Linked DNA regions of Rattus norvegicus: region 2 is linked to region 1. A link is a contact called in public Hi-C data. All regions are on one chromosome and are shown on one strand. The core of a region is the stretch at or near the end of the contact, and the rest is flanking DNA. Distances in the headings are between cores, read along the strand shown.

The links. A called contact is a pair of places that touch in the nucleus more often than the background predicts.
Region 2: a contact with region 1 is called in a Hi-C map of liver, with 1.7 times the contacts expected there. The contact joins two enhancer-like sites. A contact is called at or near these places in 2 of 12 Hi-C or Micro-C datasets (kidney and liver).

What each region holds. Positions count from the first base shown.
Region 1 is chr9:71,412,638-71,416,913 of GRCr8, reverse strand. All of the region lies in intron 20 of Pard3b (par-3 family cell polarity regulator beta), which reads right to left. Among named protein-coding and RNA genes, the nearest start is that of Nrp2, 200 kb to the left of the region's middle. Within about 2 kb of position 2,178, at least 4 of the 93 cell types and tissues checked have an H3K27ac peak or open chromatin away from gene starts, as enhancers often do. A contact at or near this core is called in liver, where this site is marked.
Region 2 is chr9:71,518,760-71,523,035 of GRCr8, reverse strand. All of the region lies in intron 22 of Pard3b (par-3 family cell polarity regulator beta), which reads right to left. Among named protein-coding and RNA genes, the nearest start is that of Nrp2, 96 kb to the left of the region's middle. Within about 2 kb of position 1,980, at least 2 of the 93 cell types and tissues checked have an H3K27ac peak or open chromatin away from gene starts, as enhancers often do. A contact at or near this core is called in liver, where this site is marked.

The DNA of each region.
Region 1 (4,276 bases), core at 929-3,428:
GTGTATAAATAAATATACACATTGAATAGAGAAAAAAGAGATATAACGCCAAGAGATACGACCATTAAAAATGCCATAGGTTGATACATTATTTTATAAGCTTACTTAAAAATACAATTGTATGTGTGTTTTTGATGAGTTATGTCATACACGGTAATAATGTTCCACTTAAGAGCTGTAGACTATCTAATGGAAGCCCAAGCCAGGCATGTTCAAATGCACATTCAAATGTTCTTGTTTTCATATTTAAAAGCAAGAGTTATTCTTTGGTTTTTTTTGGTTTGCTAGTTTGTTTGGATGGGGGTTATGGGTAAATCCAGGGTCTTGTGTATGTAGACAAATGATCTACTACTGAGCTACATATTTAGGCCACGTTAAAAAATTCATTTTCAGTGAATTATCTTTATTAGGTCATTTCAAATCAAATCAAGGGGATGGTGGCAAAGTAGAATGTTCTGAGCCTATCCCCCTGAAAACATCATCCACTGATATTGAGATTATGATTTCTATAAGTAGAACTTTGATTATTAAAGCCTACTGGGAAGTTACTTATACCATTTCAGGTGTTATTTGGGGACAAAGTCCAAAGCAAAATCTAGATATAGACTGCTCACGTTCAGTCATCGCAATACACAGAAGACTTTATAGCATGAGTTCTGATGTGGGTCACATTTGGAATATGATAGATTACTTGTACCAGAACCAGTTTGATACTCCTAGGACTATGAGTCTATGTGTAACTTAATAGGGCACTGTGAGATACCTCCAGATTGTATGTGTATATTGGGGAGAATTGCATAATCTGTTATCTTTCTTCCTTTTTTTTGAGTTTGGGGGAGGACTGAGGGTTGAACCTAGGTCCTCACACATGTGAGGTAAGTACTCTACCACCAAGTTATAGCCTTAGCAGACACTATGGTGAAATTAGAGACGCCTCTTTGATGGCTAGTCTGTATCATCATCCTGAGTATATCTGGAATAAACTATAATCAAGAAATGCAGGGTGCACTGGTGATCTGTATCTTGAGGGAGGAAGCCACACCTTTGATTTGGACCTTGAGGCTGGAAGACACAAACTTTTGATTAGGATTTTGAAGTAGGGTGACACATACTTTTCGTCTGGATCTTGAGGCACACCTTTAATTTTGGCCATGGCTTCTGATGGTGGAAGAAGGAAAGGGTTGTTTGTTCTTTATCTGCTTGCCCTCACTTTGCCAGCACATCCATTCCTTCTCTGGGATTGGAGTTCACTTCTTTGGGATTCCATGGCCTCTGTCTCAGCTCCTGCCTCCAGGATCCTGTCCTCCTTTAGTTCCTGTCCTGATTTCCTTCAGTGGTGAATAGCAACATAGAAGTATAAGCCAAAAGACCCCTGTCCTCCACAGTGCACGTTTTGGCCATGGTGTTTCATCAGAGCAATAGAAACCCTAACTAAGACAGCTTCTCGTTCTTTCATCTACATCCAGAGATTCTACTGAGAGATGTAAATAAAGAATCTAGAATCAACAGAATCAAAATCATGTGGCATCCTCTAGTCAAACTGCACGTGCCTGGAATGAGGACAGTTGTCTATTAAGAATGTTTTACAACATTGTGAGAGTGAAGATGGGGGAGATAGCAGGCTGCTTCCTGAATCATAACGCGAATTGACGTAGAGTGACTTTGAATTCATTAGATACCAGGGTAGGTGACACTCTGTTGGGTAAGAGCCTCATCCCATTACATTATACCTGTGCAAATTGCTAAAGCTAACTTCAGCTGAGAATGCCTGTGCAGGTGGCAAAAAAAAAAAAAATTAAAACTGCAATTAGAAACAGAAATGTACTGATTGACGAAGGGACTTTGAACCAAGCATGAGCATAAACAAACTGAAACTCCGCAAACTCGGCATTTTGTAATCCTGTTAGCATTTCAGCTTCCAAGCCAAATAAGTACTTAAAATGCAAGCAGATCTTGACTCTGCAATTTCTGGGGCTGCATTCCAGGAGAATGACAATAATTTTTTCTCTCTCTCTTTTTTTCTGAAGTCCTCTTGGCCTGAAAGGAATCAGAGAGCTTTCCAAAAAGTAATGGAGAAAACCTCCTTCTGAAATTACTAAACTTGATCCATTCTGCAATTCCTTCACTGATCAATTCTTTTGATAAACATGTACTTGATACCTACAGTGCTGAACACTGGGAAGAAGCCTGAGGTAAGGAGAACCACACAAAGTGTTCTTGCTTTAGGCCTGTGGTGCAGTGAGCACAGTCAAGTCTGGATTTTGGTAGTTTCTCTTTTGACCCTCCCTAGACATTTCCTAAGAATCAAGGAAACTTGCTGTGGTAGTTAAGCTGCAGAAGGGAGAAAGATGCCTTAGTTGTGTGCTTTACCAATGGACACCAGGCCACCAGCATGGGAGTCATCTGGCAGCTTGTTGGAAATGAAGACTTGGGGCTAATCTCAAAACTAGCCAGACATTCTGAGTGAGGGGACCCAGGGTTTTGGGTGCACTCTTTGAGTTGAGAATACTGAAAAACATAGAGGTGACCCTCAACTGTAGGAACCAACACATAACAGATTAATAAGGAACCTGATAGTCATGAGAGTGAGGTTCCCAGGTAACTTGAATGTGATGGTTAGCCTGAGATTCTGAAGAAAGTAGGAAGCCTTGTGTAATGTGACTTGTACCTGTAGACATCTCTTGGTCTACTGAAGGGAAGGGAAGTGTATACAGACCAACTCATTCAAGCACGAGGCTTTCCTTCTTGTTCCAGGGGGACCTTTGCTTCTCCATGTGCCATAGTGTTTCCACACCGGGGCCACACCACGGGCTCTTCTGCTGAGAAGCCTCCTGTGTCCATTTTACCACCAAATTACTAATTACTAAAATCTTCCAGATTCAACTTCAAATGTCACTTTCTCAATCACTATTAACAATACAATAGTGTTTACAACATCCTAAGCTGCTCCTTGGTAATACTCAGTGAATGTATAATTAAATATTTAATATTTGTCTCTTCTAGAAGATCCCAAGTTCTGTTAAGGGAAGGACTACATCCTCATTTTACTGAATGAATATATACTGAGTAAATACAAGTACTGCTTTAGTAAATAGTATAACCTCAAATAAGTGTTCTGGAATCATGTTTCCTGGGCCTTAGTCTGGGAGGTAAGTAAGTGTAACACATTTTATCGGTGCTTCCTGTGATCCCCTATTTATATGTATTTTAGATCTTTGTTTCCTACATTGTCCACCTAAGTAGTCTAGGGCAGAGCATCTTAAACCACAGTAGTAGAGAAGCCAGGAGGGAGAGGATGACTACATCTTTCCAAGAAGTCAGTATGAGCCAGCCCCAGTGCTACAGGTCTAACATGCACTAAGTAGTTTAAGCTTCCAAGGATAACTCAAGATGCAGGTATGCCTCCTTCCCAGTGTTAAAGAGTCTCAAGGATGTTCATGACACAGCCAAAACTCACAGAAGTGCAGGATTTATTCTCTGCTTTAAATCCCATGTTACTGAATACCACAGGAAAGGTAATAAACTTGAGAAATGGTAAATACTTAAACTTTTCTCAAGAGACAATGTGATGCATGTAAGATGTCTCGACACTGGGAAAGTATATAATACTCAATGAATTCTATTAGAAATTGTCAGCAGCATGGCCACCAACAGCATTGTTGTCATTGCTATCATTGTCGTCATCATTATCATCATCACTACCACCACTACCACCATCATCGTTATTCCTGTTATGCTCTTAGATCTCCAATCCTACTTGTAAGTCTTGTAAGCATGTTCTGGAAATCCTTTACCTGCCTGAGATAGCTAAGTTTGGAGAAATAGTGTCAAAAAAAAGATTCAAAAGGAAATTTATGAACTGCATATCCTCAAAGCTGCATTTAGAGTCAAATGATCTGAAAATTACTACCCAAGTCTTCTGCTTTACATCTTTTATGTTTTCCAGTGGATTAGTTTTGAGCCTTGAAAATCACAGACTCATAAAAAGTGGTCTCTGAGACTCTAATCTGTAACCAAGCTCACTCTAGCAATTTGGCAATGTATGCCCAACCCTACCCAAACACACACACACACACACACACACACACACACACACACACACACACACACACACAGAGAGAGAGAGAGAGAGAGAGAGAGAGAGAGAGAGAGAGAGAGAGATATGCACAGGTCTAATTTGCTTTGCTAATTCTCCTTGGAGTGTCTCAGGTTTTACTCATATATATTACTGGGGAAATTGGTATATAGAACTCTTGACTAACCCTGGTTTTTCTGG
Region 2 (4,276 bases), core at 731-3,230, 110 kb before region 1:
TCTCCTACCTCTCATATCCCTTCCCAGGTACAACAAGCAAACAAAGAAAGACAAAAACCAAAAAGTCTGTCCATGTTTGGTTCCATTGTTTCATAGCCAAAAACAGAAGGAAAAAGCCGCAACCCAGGCTAATCTCTCTAATTATTAAAGCAAAAGGACATCCCAAAGGAACTAAAGTCAGGATGGACAGAGGCCAGATGGCTCACTGTGAACCTCAAACACAGTTTCCAGCTACTTCCTCCTCCTTCTGATTGAACCTGCTCTTTCTCAAGAACAATTATTAGAACAAATGAAGCATGATTACTTATTCAATTTTATATTTTCTGCTTTAATTACCAGCATTGTAATAGCGTTCTTAAAAGTAATGTTTCCTATTTCTGTTTCCTTTCATTATTTCTTACCGGGCTCTGGTGTGTCAAGGAAGGGGTATGAATTATCCCGAGTTGATTATCTGCAGAGAATGCTCACACTGGGGCAGGTATGCCAGCCAGTGTTCAGAAATTTTACCTGGATGTTATGTCAGTGATGTAATGGGCTAGCCTGGCCACTGCTCACAAGACTGATCTTCATTTTGACGAGAGGTAACACTTCAAATTCCAGGACACTTGGTATCCATATAGGCTGAGACCGATCTATACAAGACTGAGGATTGAGTGGATGAGGACGGACTTGGGCTGGCTAATCTGAGCTGTACCCAGACTGTGCATACTGACCGTAACCCCACTTCACAAAAGCTGCCTAGGAGGGAATGACCTCATTGTTAGAAAAGGAGGCGATGTCTTCTACCCTCTTTTCATTCTAAGACTGCCATGACATGTTTTAGATGACTTAGGCATCTTTTTTTTTAAAGATTGTGTGTTGTGTTGTGTGTGTGTGTGTGTGTGTGTGTGTGTGTGTGTGCGTGCGTGTGATGTTTGTGGGTGCCTGTGGAATCAAGAAGAAAGAACTGGAGTTACAGGCAGTTGTGTTTTGCCTGATTTGGATACTGGGAACCAAACTTGGATCCTCCAGAAGAGCAGCAAGTTCTTAGCCTCTGAGCAATCTTTCCAACCCAAGGCATCTTTAAATGAAAGAATTAACGTTCCACCCCATCTCAGCACTCCAGGTGTGAGTGTTTTCTTAACTACAGTACGTATCCACATAGGTATTCAGGCATCTTATACACAAATTGCAGCTCAAACTTTGTTGCAAGTCACTTTCAGAATGAGTCAGAGCAGAGTCAAGCTTGTCATGATAATTGTACAGAAGGCTATTATAATTATTGTTTCATCAAAGGGAACACTTTTCTCCCAATGTATTTTAGTGTCTCATGCCTTCCCATGATTAAAGAAAGAAAGAATTGTCAGCAGAGTGGCTGAAATAGTGAAGGCTTTAAACCTCCCTATGTGTTTGGTGAGGGGGATCTTAGCTCCTAACAGAGATCCATTTGTGTGTCTTTTGAATGAACGTGTACTGTGTGTGGACGCGTGTGGGTACATGTTGGCGCGACACTGACAGGTACATGCTCCTGTGAGTACAGGGGCTACGGGAAGGCATTGAGTTCCTCTCTATTATTCTCAGCCTTGTTCTTTTAATGTAGGGTCTCTGGCTGAACGTGGCGCTTACACCTTACATATTTTGGTGAGGGTGGCAGTCAGCAAACCCTGTGATTCTCCTGTCTCTACTCTTCTCAGTGCAGGGGTTACAGGTGCAGGCAGGAGTCATCACACCGAGATGCTGTCTGAATTCTCATCCTCAAGCTTGGACACAGCACTCTTAACCACTGACCTGTCCCCCAGCTCTTATTTGTGTGTTAATCTTTTTAATTCATTCTTTTAAAACTGCTACTTATGTGGAATGGGATTTGCTTTTAGGTACAGAAATTTATGTTTTGAATTTTTGCATGGCTAGAAACATAGACATGAGCATAGTGTTGGGTGCTAATTTGAGAGTGAAGTCACTGATGCATGCCTCAACTTGCCCTTTGGTCGTGGGCCCTTGGTTGGAGCCATGAAGACACGTCAGCATGCCCTCCTGTTACAGTGTCGCAACACACATGCCATTCCCATTATTACAGATGCCAAAGAAGGGACAGGAGAGACCTGTTTTATTACAGTCATGAATGATGGTGTAGGATCGGACCTCCTGGGGCACTTGGCTAAATGGGTGATTCAGATATGCTCTACCTCATACTTGAACAAAGATCTAAATTTATTATGTTTAATGCTCAATATAAATCACCAAACCTGAACGCGTTATAAAAATGAGCTAAAACGCTGCTTAACTGACATTATTAAAGCATCTTAGGTATGGAGCCATTTCTAATTGGTAGACGCTCGCGGATGAGCACTTCTTGCAACTACTCATTTTAAAGAAATATTTCTTCCAGTAAGAAGGCCCTTATTTCAGCTTGAGATATAATCCGGGGACAGACTCTCTTCAGGATAGCATCATTTTTAAGTTCAAAGAGTAGTCTCAGCACGATCTATGATTTAAGCCTTATTCCCCCACTTACTTTGATACAAAATCAAGTTTAAAAATAATTAAGAATAAAATGATAAACAGTCAAAGCTAGCACGCTTGGAATGAAACTGCCGTGCATGGTAATAAACGTCAAGAGCCAATCGGCTGTTATTAGTCTGGAAAAAAAAATTAAAAGAATAGCGCAGAAAATTATGTGTGCTGTTTTTTATCATCTTGATTAAAGAAGAGAAACATGGGTAATTTAAAATTAATCTGTGATAGAATATGCTGTCATTTCAATTAGAAGAAAGAGGATCATTGCCTGCTATCCCACCTCAGCAGAGACACCACCACAAAACCAGGGAAATCTGACCTCCAAAATGGGACGAGTGCAATAAACCAATTTTCAGCCACAAAATGTGATTTGCAAAATTGGTTTGAAGTAGTGCTGGCTGGATACCACCTCTGCCGGAGACTGAAATTAAAACTGTCATCCATTCAGACAAAGCCCCAGTCCCTTGGCGGCCTCTGGTGCATGCTGGTTTATAACCACAGATGTCTGCCTTCCCTATGGGCACAAAGCCACCCATGTGAGGACTTTACCCCTAGAGCTTGTTTACTCGGATTCTCAAACCAGTTGTGCAAAGGTACCTCTGGGTCACAGGGGAGACTCATTTCCCAAGATAAGGATGAGCGAGGCCAGGAAAAGCTATGACTAGGATATAGTGGATTCTTTCTCCCTTATGTTTTTAATGTTCACTTGTATTTATAGTTGTTTATGCATATTAACTGTCAAGTGGATGTATTTCATTCTCTATATACACTTACATGTTTTGATTATGTTCACTCTTCTTTTGTTAATTTGTTCTTCCCACTTACATTTGGTTCCTTTATTATTTCCTAAGAGGTTCTAGTCCTGCTTCTGTTATCAGGCATAAAAAGGGTTTTTTTTTTGTTCGTTTGTTTGTTTTTGTTTTTGCTTTTCATCTCCTTGTATGAGAGAAAACATGTGCTTCTGGTCTTTCTGAGTCTGGCTTATTTCACTTAACATAGTATCTTCTAGTTCTGCCCACTTTGTTGAAAATGGCAGTATGTCATTTTCTTTATGGATGAATGATGCGTGATTGTAGGGAGCGTAGGAGACCCTGAGCAAGTAAAATCCCGAGCGAATATATGTTGTTGACATGTGTATTCTCATGCCAAGGACCCAATACTTTAGCCGTGTGAGAGTAGCAAAGCCTTCCTTAGGAGAGGCTCAGAGGACTGGCAAAGCCTTCCTCAGGTACAAATGTGACTGTGTGCAGAAAATGACCCCATAGCCTTCTGCCCCAGGATGAAGCCTGCTTCCTTAGGGAATGCTCTTACTAAGCTTACTCCTGTATTCAGCTGTACACCACACACTCACTGTTTTCGTTTAGCTGTATCTAATCACCCTGCCTTCCTGTTCAATTGTATGTAATAGACACACCGAGTTTGCAGGAGAGTACTATGCCTTCTCCATTCAAGACCCCAGACTAGCTGATACCAGCTTTGCTGTACCTGTATCCATGTGTTGGTCTCCATTTCCTAGACATTGAGGTCAATCCTGGAGCTGTGCATGGCATAGAGCACACGACTTTAGAAAGGTCACAAGGGCATAAATGAGGAGAGGCTTGCTGTCTGGTTCTTTGAGTGTATATTCTTATATAATTGAGAAGAGGTACAAATCTCTTATTTTGGATAACTGAGTCTTAATTAAACCTTAGACGCTACAATATGATTTGGAATTTATATACACCTAACAAACATACCCGATCTAGGTGCACTGAGATCTTCTGTCAAGGTAACGAGAAGA